Linked DNA regions of Mus musculus: region 2 is linked to region 1. The links are chromatin contacts, called in public Hi-C maps. All regions are on one chromosome and are shown on one strand. Each heading gives the region's core, a stretch centred on a gene start, on an enhancer-like site or on the middle of the called end of the contact. The rest is flanking DNA. Distances are from core to core; before and after follow the strand shown. Region 1 has its middle 13 kb from the start of Gm32090. Region 2 overlaps Zswim6 (zinc finger SWIM-type containing 6).

Region 1 (5,985 bases), core at 1,046-3,545:
AAGCAGAGAGTAGATATTCAACATTCATTTATGGAACTGATAGGAGAGGGAAGGCTGGAACCTTTTCTAATATAATGTCTGTTTTCAAGATATGAGTTAGTACTCAGTAGGCATGTGTCACACAAACATACCTGTCACCTAAATGCTTTGAACAACCTTACCAGAGTCAACCCCCCAAATGGGGAAGCGGCTGGAATGTGTGCCGTGAATGTTCTTCAATGTTAGCAGCAGAATTTCTGCTATTGTTGTAGTAATTGTATCAGTCAGGGCCAGGTACCTGCCTATAATTAGCTGATGGGATGTTCTGTAGTCTGGGAGAAACGTGACCGGAGGAAGGGAAGGAAGAGGTTGATCCTGCCACACATCTGAAGAACAGATAATAATTTGCCCCCCATGTTGCCCTTCCTACACTCGTTCTTCTATTATTTCAACCAATCCAAGTCTTAGATTCTCAAAATGGGGTCACCATATGCGCCTCCAACCTGACTTGTATGGAGCCTTGTTTTGCTAGTCACAATTAGTTGCAGGTGCAAAGACTGAGGGCACAACTAACTGTGTCTGGAATCACCTCCTCACATAGGCAATTAAACACTTGCACACTCAGAATTAGGTTCAAGTGGCTAATTGCACCGGGAAGTAGGTAATTGCAGGTGCAATTAGCTGCAAGTGCAATTTTTCACCCGAGACTAATTGCTCCCAAAGTAAGGAGATGGGGATTAGAAATTCAGCACCAAATGTATACGTGGTTATTGCAACCACCTGTGATTTTAATAGTCTTTCCCCCTCCCGACTTCAAGTGCAATGGCCTCCCTTTGGTCTTTAGGAACAGTTAGATTGCATACTCCTTCTGTGGATTGCTCTATGCAATCCCTTCTCTGATTGGGCCTGGTTTTCCTCTTTCTTTAGAACTCCTTATCCTTCCTTCTGGAAACCTTCGAAATTTAGGGGCCATGTGCTTTTGGACTGTTCAACTGTCCCTAATGAAAATCTTTCAGAGCTAAGTGAGAAATAGCCTTGAGTTGAGCAGTTTAGTGGGCGGTAACTTCCAATTAGGTCTTGACCACAGCTTCTTGAGAAGTGTCACTTGAACATGCTAGATGAAAAGCTCTCCTGCCCACCTCAGGCAAGGCAGAGGTGGACCTCCATCAAAGCTTCCAGAGATCTGTCTTCATTAGCAAATTCAACTTGAGACCTTTTTTTTTCTTCTCATGAGTGTTTCTCCTGTATCAGTAGGAGTCCAATGGGGAGAACACTATATGACATAAACATTTATATAATTATAGCATACATTTATGCTATACATATCTATATATTAAATGATTATAAAATTAAAGCATAAACATGACTTTTATTTAAATTGAAAGAAAATCCAAATAACTAATGGTATTATAGAAAGTCACATGTAAACATTATTTAGGTTGATTGCAGTTATTATTTTAAGAGAATTTAACAAAGGGCATTGATTTAACTCATATTGTTAGACAAAGGGTTAAATAAGCCTGGGGTATCTCCAAACCATAGCTTCAGGAAGCAGTTACCACCCGAAGTGCAGATGAGGCGAAGAGAGGAGCTAGCTTGACTGGTCTTGGTTACTCAGAGGCCAGTGCCATAGAATCAGGGCATAGACATCTGGTGGCCGCACTACAGAATCTTGGGGTCCTTCAGAGCTGGGACCTAGAACTTGGGAGAAGCTGCGCTGGCTGAACTCAGAGAAGAGCACAGAACTGAGGCCAGCCTTGAGTGGGACTGCGCTTAGCTGTGACATCACTGGATGACTGCGAAGCATGGTGGTGCCTCATCATAAGGAAGAAGACATGTCACAGGCTGTGCCTTGTAGGGGCAAATAGAGCATGTTTGGATAGAATGGGGGAAGTGGCAGCTGCAGCAAAATAAAGGGACAGAATTAGTAATGTGGAGCCTTGAGGGTGGTGCCCTGCCACGGTTTCCTTTGTATGATTCCCTGCACCGTAAGGAGTGTGTGTGTGTGTGTGTGTGTGTGTGCGTGCGCGCGCGCGCGCGCGTGTGTGTGTGTGTGTGTGTGTGTGTGTGTGTTTTAGAGGGGCTCTGGCAGGTGTGCAGCTAGCTCTACCGGGTGATTTTGTTGCACACTGCATTTCTTCTCACCTCACCTGGCTGATTCAATCCTCTCTACTCTCCTGCTGGGAGAGTTCAGGGCTGCCTGGCGCCCACCTCCTGGCTCCAGCAGCACTGCTGCTTCCCTGCTTACTCATTCCGGAATGGAACCGGATCCCACTTGCTGAGTTGGTAGCAGGCTCCGCTGAATGCCAATCTGATGGCAGTCGACCCTTTTGAACTCCCTCTGGCTATTGAATCTGCCATTGTTTAGACGCTGCAGTGTGCACTGAGTGGTGGCCAGGCCAGGAAACAGAGTGATGACAACCAGGGGGTGGGGGTGGGGAGGGGGTGAGAGGTGGGGGCGGGAAGACCTTTAGCATGGCTTCTGCTGGATTGCCCCTTTAGCATGTCCTCTACTGGATTGCCCCAGACTGTCTCTTCTGTTCCAGGTTCCGGTTGTGGGGTGTGAAGGTCACCCGTGTGCACCGCCCACAGGAAGGTGGTGTTTGCTGGAGGCAGAGCCAGGCTTCTTAATGGATTGTCTCCTCAAGCATTTCCAGTTGGCAAGGGGAACTTTTGCTCCTTTGCCCTTATCACCCCTCTCCAATGCATCTTAAGTCTCTAGAGGGGACCCATAAATATTAGGGGAAGTTGGGTCACCAAATGTGGGTTGGGCTAAGAAAAACATTATTTTTCTCCCTTTTCTCAGGAAAACAGAAACACGTGATGAAAAGAGCTGGAAATAGGGAAAGAAGAAAACAACTTTAAAATATCTAACAAACCTTCCCTAGTCATTCATAGCAGTGAATGGTGTTTCCCCACGGCCCTCCTGCACTAATATTTCATCCATTCATTTATTCCTTCATTCTTTAAAAATTAGCTCAAGGCCCTACTGTTGCAGAGGCTGGAGATGGGAGCCCCGGACAAAACCAGTTCTAAATCCCCAGAGCTCCCTTTCTGTCTCTCGCACACACGTTTGTGTCTCGTTTCCACGTTCCTATCTCTCGTGTGAGTGTGTGCCACATGTGCCACCTTCATGTCTCCATTCTGAAGACTGATCACCTCGACAAGCAAAAGAATCAGACTTCAACTAACCGTGCTACTTTTGACATAAACGCTGTTCCTCATTTCCACGGTTAGGATTAAAAAAAAAAAGTTTTCTTTCTTTTTCTCAGACAGGATCTTATAAAGCCAAGGCTAACCTCGAACTTGCTGTGTAACCTAGGAAGACACTGAACTAATCCTCCTGCCTCCATCTCCCAGGTGTTGAGATGACGGGAATGTTCTACCCCCCTCTGTTTTTTTAATTAATCCTGTGATAACGTGTTGGCATATTAATATTTTTTTCTGTGGATTTTGAGTAATTTATTTCCAGGCTGTATCTTTTCCAGCATCAGGCAAAACTCCTGATCACAAAGGACAGACTCTAAGGGAAGCTGATTTAACCAGAAGTGAGTGTACTAGAGGTTATCAGTGGCTTGCAGAATTGGCAGAAAACTCCAGATTTAAGCTCAGAAAAGCAGCAGGAGCTACATAATGGTGATTCAAAGTCTAGCCTGTGTCTATCTCTAGTTTGGGAGGACCTGACAGCATCCCCGCCCCCACCCCCTCACCGTCTGCAGGCCTGGACTCTGCCAGTGTTAGGAGGAAGTCCAACCCTCCTTGAGCATGATTGTCCCTGAGATACAGTGCACAGCATCTCAGCTGTGAGCATCGTCTTGCCTGACTGTGGGCTATCAGCCTGTTTTTGTGTCTAGGTGGGATAGTGTTGCCAGCCTTTCTGGTGGGAGGAGATTTTATGATTCCTACCCCAGAGGAGACATTTGGATCCTGGGTAGCAGAGAGAAGTAACATTTATTACTCTCTTAGATTCTGTCTCTGTCTCTTTGCCCTCTGTCTCTGTCTGTCTCTCTTTCTGTTTCTCTCTCTTGGTCTCTGTCTGCCTCTGCCTCTGCCTCTGCCTCTGCCTCTGCCTCTGCCTCTTCCTCTGCCTCTGCCTCTCTCTCCCCACTCCTTTTCCTATAATATATTTGCCCCCTGTATGAGGGACAGCTGAGGGTGGGGGACAATGAAAGAGATGTTAAAATTGCCTACCAGGTTTGGACATAAATGCCATTAGCTGTGTCAGGATACAGAGAAGTCCAGCTTGCTCAGCACCTCAGCTCCCTGGTGTGCTAGCCTGCTAACTGGAGAAAGCATGTTCATATGTATCAACCATTTTAGCATGTGACTCATCCTGGGTCCCACCAGCAACAAACCTCAGCCAGCTGGGTCTGGGAGATCTGTCTGCTGAAACATCCAAGTGACATCTCCACACTGGGCTGCTGTCCGGTAAAGAATGCCAGAAGTCATTCTGTTTTCTGGGACAAAGGCCCATTTCACAAAGGGCCATTGTAACAGGACTCTGGATACTGGGCTGTGCCCTGGAGTCATTGAGGACCTTAATCTTTTGTTAAAAAAAAAGCCCTTTGACAGTAATGCAGAGACCTGAATTTAGGGGCTATGTTTTACTCTTAGTATCCTAGGCTCAAGCCATGTGTTAGACTTTCTTGGTCCTGTAGAAGGGCAGGACTATACCCTGGCCCTGTGGGCTGAGATACTGGGACACCCTTCTAGATAGCGCCAAGTAAGAGGACTGGCATACAACTCACCTTTCCTTTTAACAGGGATGCATTCTCCTCTGGATTCCCATGAGGTCATGGAACTCAGTGTTCAAATTGGCTGGTGGTTTTAGTGCCCCTGTGTGAATCTGCACCTCTATGTTAGAGGATGCTCATCAGTAAGAGAAGGGGCGACTTGGACTCTCCTCAGACCCAGGAAAGTAGCCTTTCTCAGATCTGTCTGTCTGTCTGTCTGTCTGTCCCTCTCTACTTTGAAGCACACAGGACATAATTCTAGTCTCTGGTCTTAAAGAAGCATGGCCATCTCTCAGAGTGGTCAGGACTGGGGAAGGAGAGACAAATTCCTCTCACCAGGGCAGGGGCTACACCCCACTTCACAGAGTGGAGAGTGGTATACTTCTGCAAAAGGCTTTTCCTCCTGGCCCTGAGGATTCTGAGTGTGCTGCTCATGGCCCAGAAAAACGGATGGCAGGCATAGGATTGAAAGCAGCATTGGCATCAGTTAACATGTGTGGGGTCAGTTATTTGTGTGTTCGCTAATGACTTGAAACGGCCTTTTATTGTACCGAAGCACACTTTTTCTCTCCATGGAGTATATGAGTTGCCTCAGTTTGAGAATGTGACACTAGGCTTCAGAAGTTTGGGGCTCTCAGTTCCTCACCACCCACGGCATGGTTGAGGGAGCTTTTTGTGTTTCAGTAGTGTTTTGAAATCTAGGGTACCACCACAGGCACAGGCTATGATGCCTAATGTATGTGAGGGGTGCCTGGTGACAACACCTGGTGTCTTCATCCCCCTCTTCTCCCAGGAAGCCCTTTCTGTGGAGTCAAGCTGTTTCTGGAAAGGCCTTACATGTTCACCGAGGCTCTGTGACATCAGGGACTGGGTAGCTGGAACTGTCCCTGCTGGAGCACATGGTGCAGGGCTGTGTCGTCTGTAGAGGATTTAAAACCAATAATAAAATTGACTGTAAGTCAGTTGGCTTTTATTATCCCCAGGGCAGCAATTCTAAACAATGTCAGTGATAAAATCATCCTCTGCCCAAATCTTTTGTTGGTCCATGTACTAAACAATTGCTGGGGTGACTGTTGTATTATATATATATGTACATGTATATGTATACACACACACACTTATATATACACATTCATATATTCATACATACATGTGTGGATGTTTCTACATATAATTAGCATATTTTATCTTATTACTTATCATTTAATGAATACTGTATCTGTGTGGAAGTTAATTAAGAGAAGGCCCATTAAGGCAAAGCAGCATGAGATGG
Region 2 (5,442 bases), core at 1,691-4,190, 170 kb before region 1:
AGAGCATGGTCCAAAGGATGCAGGAGAGAGCAGCTCTGTGCTAGCCTGTGCCAGGGTGCTCTGGGCAGTTGATTGGGCAAAGCTCAGGCCACTGTTTGAAGCAAGCAGCTGTGGCAGGGTTAGGGTGTTGAGTAGAGTGAGCACAGGAATCTCCCTTTAGGTACTTGGCGAAAGGTTCTGTATGTTTGCAATGAATGGTTTCCATCATAGGACTGGTCAGTGACTATTTAATCTCAGTTTTTGAGTCTGCCTTCCTTTTTTCCTTCATTGAAATTCTCAAAAACGATTTGCATAGCTCACTTTTTCCCAGCCAATACAGACCTAGGTCAACCATTGTTCTTGAGAATGGAAAAGATAGGGCAAGCTCTAAAATTTATTGTCTAAAATCTCTGGTCATTACAGATATAAATATAGCAGGTAGTTGAACAAGATGAGGCCTTTTCTTGTGTTAACCGTGAAAATACTGGGTGTGAGTTTCCTTGTCCAATGCTCATTGCTACACAAATTAAAAAAAAAAAAAATTGACATTCATTTCAAGAGAGGAAAATGCTTGCTGTACGTGTAGAGTTAGTGACATTTCTGTTGACAAGTGGCAAACCACTATTTGATTCATTTTGATCCTAGGCCTAGATAGCTCAAAGAGGAACAGTTGGCTGTGAAGGTTCTGTCTGACCACACGGAAAGCACTTTCGGGAGCAACTATTTGGAGACAAACTGAACCTCAGGGAGAGCCTAGAATTTGATGGTGTGGAGTCTTTAGGATTGTATGACAAGCTCCTAAAAACCTGAAGTCAGGGTTTCTTTCCTGCTTCTCCAGGAACGTGACTCTTGGTAGATACTCTGGTGGGTTTGTTTCTATACAAGTAGGTCTGCTACTTGCCAAATATTAAAGTGTATCTGTGAATGTTTTTCTCCAGTGTTTCTTAAAAATAGCGTATTGTGTCCCGTACTTTACTTGATCTCCTGAAAATCTGATAGTAGCTGCCCCCACCCCAGTCAAATGTAAGTCGATCTGTGAACAGTAAGCAGCTTCCATGTGTTGCCTGGAGGTTTGAGGCACAGTGTGGAATTGAAGAAGAAAGGGTAATACGTGGTTTAAGTAAACAAAGTGAATGATTTAGCTTTCCAAATGAGGCCTTTTTAGCTTGTGACTCTGTTGTACATGTTGGATTCACTCGTTGGTTCATAAAGGTGAAAAAGGACTAGCATTGAAAACCAATAACGAAGGGGATCGTGTAGGGAAAATACTGGATTACTATGAAGTGTATAAAATTTTAAGCTGTGGTACTCAGAAATATGAAAGCATAAATAACTGGTTAGGAAAACAAGTGCCACTTGAATATTTTCAAAGTGCCAAGAAAAGAGAAAAAAAAAAAGAAAAAAGAAAGAAAGAATACAAATGATAATGTAGAGTGAAGTTTGCATGATTCACATTTAATCTGTAGTCACATCTCACCTTTCCATGCTGGCTTTGGAAAATGTATGCCGAGACCATCAGTCAGCAGTAGGACTTCTCACTGGGCCGAAGTTTTTGGCAGCTGATACATATTCCCAAGACAGGACTGCTCTACAGAGACCCAGGCTTTACTCAAGATGTTTGATTGCAGACAAGGATCAAGAACACAACTACAAACACACACACACATACTCACACAAAAACCCACACGCGCGCTCTCTCACCTCCTCCCTCCCCCAAGCCCCTCCCTGAAATCATTGGTAGACTAGTGAACTCTGCCTGTGTACTCTGATGCCAAGTGGAGGTCACAGGCCGTTGTTGTGGGATCTAAAGTTTGTGAGGAATCCCCCACAGAAGTCATAGTAGCGATCACATCCTAGTATCTGTTCACCAAAAAATTAACTCAAAGTTCCTTCTAGACTCCAAAAGGAAAGGCTTTTGCTTCTTAATAAAATGGGGGAATTTGACTTTGTGCCCCTACACAGGGCTCACATTGCTTCAAGGCGCTGCTTTGGAATTAAATGCTGAGCACTGCCAGATGCCAGACATTGAAGAGAGGCTGAGTTTTGTCGGCAAATGGGATCTGCAAGTTAATTGGTGTTTTCTGCAGGCTTCTGGCTGTGAAATGAAATTGGAAGCCCTTTAGCCACATGGATAATACAGGACCTGAATACAAATGTCACATGTCACCATCAGGACCCACTGTGAGACAATAGTGTTCCCACTCCAACATTGCACCATTACAGATCATTTAAATATGGGGATTACATTTAAACTAAAAGCCCCATTTGCCTTTTACTGCAATTTAAATGTCCTCTTAGCAAAAGCTAAGTGACAAATTAAATGGAAAAAGTGCCCACATTTTTAAAGCTGTAATGCAAAACAACCTTTTATTGCTTCTCATGTGCCACGGATGAATCATTACACTTGTCAACCCTAAACCAAGCCGTAATTGGAGTAGCTCCTGCTATCAACGTGGGGCCGCTCCCTCCGTGACAGCTTAATAAAGCCGAAACTGTTAAATTAAATCTCAGATGCTTAACTCCTTAGCACCAGTGGATTCGATGGGTCCATGTCTGGCAGTGGCCAATGCACCAAGAAAGGAAAAAAAAAAAGATTCCTGGCACGAGAGCTTCCGTGGGCTAAGAGTGAACCGGCACCCTAGCCAAGTAGCTCTGCTTCTTGGCAAAGGACTTGGAGCCATCAGGTTGTCAGCCAGGAGATGACAGAATCTTTTTCAGAGGACCAGATAGCCCCCTTCCCAAGATTCGTAACTTTCTGCTTAGATGTGATTTATGAAGTTTCACACTGTTGATGCTTCAGAAGTAGTTGAAAGTAACACATTCATTTTTTTAAACTTTTCCTTTTCATATAAATATGCAAAGTTGGTTGCAGTAGCCCATTTCTTCCCCCGTTCTCCAGCTCCCAGAGAGGCTCCTTGTTCCTAGGATTTCCTGTGCCTGTGATACTCATTCTGTCTGGGTAATCTTTGTGACTCTCTCCCTGATGCTCATACTGTGGGACAGAATAGATACAGATGCACTCTGTTACGACCTTCTGTTACACCTCATTTGCACATGCATTTATCTTGGGCATGAATCAGTCTCTCAAATATTAATATTACTCTCTGTGTGTGATGCTCATTTTCCAAAACACACAACAGTATTCTGAAGATGAGCAACTTTGCATCCTCAGCAGCTGTCGGGGAAAGAAAGGACTGCAATCTTAAGACAGAGAAGAAAGCCCTTGGTGCTGGTGGAACGGCTGCAGGTTTGATAAGGGCCTTGCCTTTGGCAGTCTATGGAAGATGTACGTCTGCACTTACAGGCTTCATTAGTGACACAGGTAGTCTCTGGAAAGCAGATCTTAGAAATAACTTGTGGCTTGAAAGAGCAGCCCCGTGCTGACTTGTGGCAGGCACACCTAACATTAACCCTAAGAGCTGCCTGTTCCCTGGACTTAATTACCATGCCAGTCTTTAGGGTGTGAAGGGGAATAGTGTACCTCTCATAGGCTTCAGTGGGTCTCTTTCTGTAAATGTTTTATAAGACTATAATTTTACTTTGCATCATAAAGCTATAGATTGTGGCGACCAGTCTATTAACACCTAATTAAAATGGATGTCATTTAGAGGAAACAGTTAAATGCAGTTTAATTACAGTTTTGTCACGGGGAGAATTCTTAGTTTCATTGTCAAGTGTTGTGTAAGACCTTTGCCCACATTTGTTAGCTTTCTCTGGAGGAAAACCATTAGCTTTGCAGTCTTGGGACTTGGAGCCTTCTCATAGGGAGAAGATGGGTGGCAAGGGCAGAACCAACCCATCCCAAGCTTGTTCAGGTATTGCCGAGAGCAAGGTGGTGATAGCCCTTGGCACCCCTTCCACATCTTCTCTTCTGGGGATCCATTTCTTTGTGAGCACAAATAGGCAGAGTTAAGTGTTTCTTTCTCATTCTAATTCCATTTGAAGAATAAGGCAACCGCTACCTTGTTCCAGAGTCAGGTGTGAGACCAAGTGGTAGTTACCTATACCTGGGACACTTGGAGTCAGGGTAAACCTACAGTCACCAGTAGAAAACTCAACCCACCAATTGCAGCCGTATTTATGGAAAAACAGTAAAAAACTGACCTGCTTCCTCGACCCAAATGTTCTCTCATTTGCATCCCAGACACAAAAAACAGTTCATCTGCACCTACCTTGTTATTCTTGAAGTCACACATTCAGAAAATAACCTCTTAATTTAGGATACTCTTTGTTCACAGACAGAAATAAAAATCTATAACCGTTCTGTACTGGGAAACATCATCTTACATGTCTGAATGCAGCAGTCTTAATAAGTACCACCCTAACTTTCTGTGGTACATGCAGACTTTGACACATATTGAAGTCAGGGGTGATGCAAACCGAATTGAGGAGTCACTTGTTTTGCGTCAGGAGCTAGAGAGCAGCCCAGAAATGGCTGGTTGTGTACAGGCTTACTTTGTCAGGGCTGTGCAGCAAACAGCAATCCCAGAATGCCCTACAGCAGCAGAAGGGTGTCAGCACAGACTGGGGAACATCCATACCGCTGAACCCAGGGCAGAACTCAAGCCATCTCTCTTATCGGTCTGTCTTCTCCTGGGCACACAAAGAATACAGCTTTACTACGGCGTGTGCTCCCGGCACCCCCTTCCCTTCCCAGAAGCTTTATTTCAAGGGACACAGAGCACGATACCCAGAAGAGCAGAGGCACTGGATCTAGATTTCCTCTGTAGCAATGGTTCTGATAATAAGGGGGGAGTCCACCTCTCAGGCCTCAGGAGACACGTAAATTAACAGTTATAATGAGCCAGGAAGCCGTTGATGGTAGAACCTGACCCATGAGTGTGGTTTGTAAGGTGTGGATGGGAAGGATTTACAGGGGAGAAGTAGTACTAAGGTTCCAGGAAGGAGAAGCAGTGTGGACCAGGACAAGGGTAGGCTTAGTGGGAAAGGTATTTACTGTCAACAATGGCTGGAAGGTGTCCAGTCTAGCTTTGCTCATTGTTTCGTAACCTAAAAGAGGAGGGGAGGGAGACAGAAAGATGGCGGAGGACCTTGGTGGTGCTGGTGGTGCTGGTGGTGCTGGTTGTGATGGTTGTTGTTGTTGCTATGTTAAGTTTCCATTTTGGTCTAGCTACTACTATTGGCAGCACAGTTGTCCACACTTGTTTTCAAGCACTACACTCAGCAGTCTTTTGTATACATCACATTACTTACTCCTCAAAACAGCACTGTGATGTAGGTATAACTTTTTAGTGCTAATGTTACAAACAAGAAAACGGAAGCATAAGAAGGCCGGAGAGTTGCCTAGATAACATTATCAGTTAGATGTCTCTGTCAAGCATTTACACTCTGCAAAGGCAAAATGGCAGTGACCGAGTGGCCATGAGTCTTGGCAAAGGGCCTGTTTGCCTGTCCTCAGTGCCACCATCCTGGCTGAACTTGCTCTAGGCAGTCTCGCTGTCT

Evidence for each region. A called contact is a pair of places that touch in the nucleus more often than the background predicts.
Region 2: a contact with region 1 is called in a Hi-C map of cerebral cortex, with 2.0 times the contacts expected there. The contact joins two enhancer-like sites. A contact is called at or near these places in 3 of 484 Hi-C or Micro-C datasets (cerebral cortex, mammary gland and nephron progenitors) and 1 of 9 other capture datasets (embryonic stem cells).

What each region holds. Positions count from the first base shown.
Region 1 is chr13:107,597,016-107,603,000 of GRCm38.p6, reverse strand. No RefSeq gene overlaps it. Among named protein-coding and RNA genes, the nearest start is that of Gm32090, 13 kb to the left of the region's middle. Within about 2 kb of position 2,295, at least 65 of the 459 cell types and tissues checked have an H3K27ac peak or open chromatin away from gene starts, as enhancers often do. A contact at or near this core is called in cerebral cortex, where this site is marked.
Region 2 is chr13:107,764,054-107,769,495 of GRCm38.p6, reverse strand. The region is part of intron 8 of Zswim6 (zinc finger SWIM-type containing 6); the gene reads left to right. Among named protein-coding and RNA genes, the nearest start is that of Gm52061, 77 kb to the right of the region's middle. Within about 2 kb of position 2,940, at least 30 of the 459 cell types and tissues checked have an H3K27ac peak or open chromatin away from gene starts, as enhancers often do. A contact at or near this core is called in cerebral cortex, where this site is marked.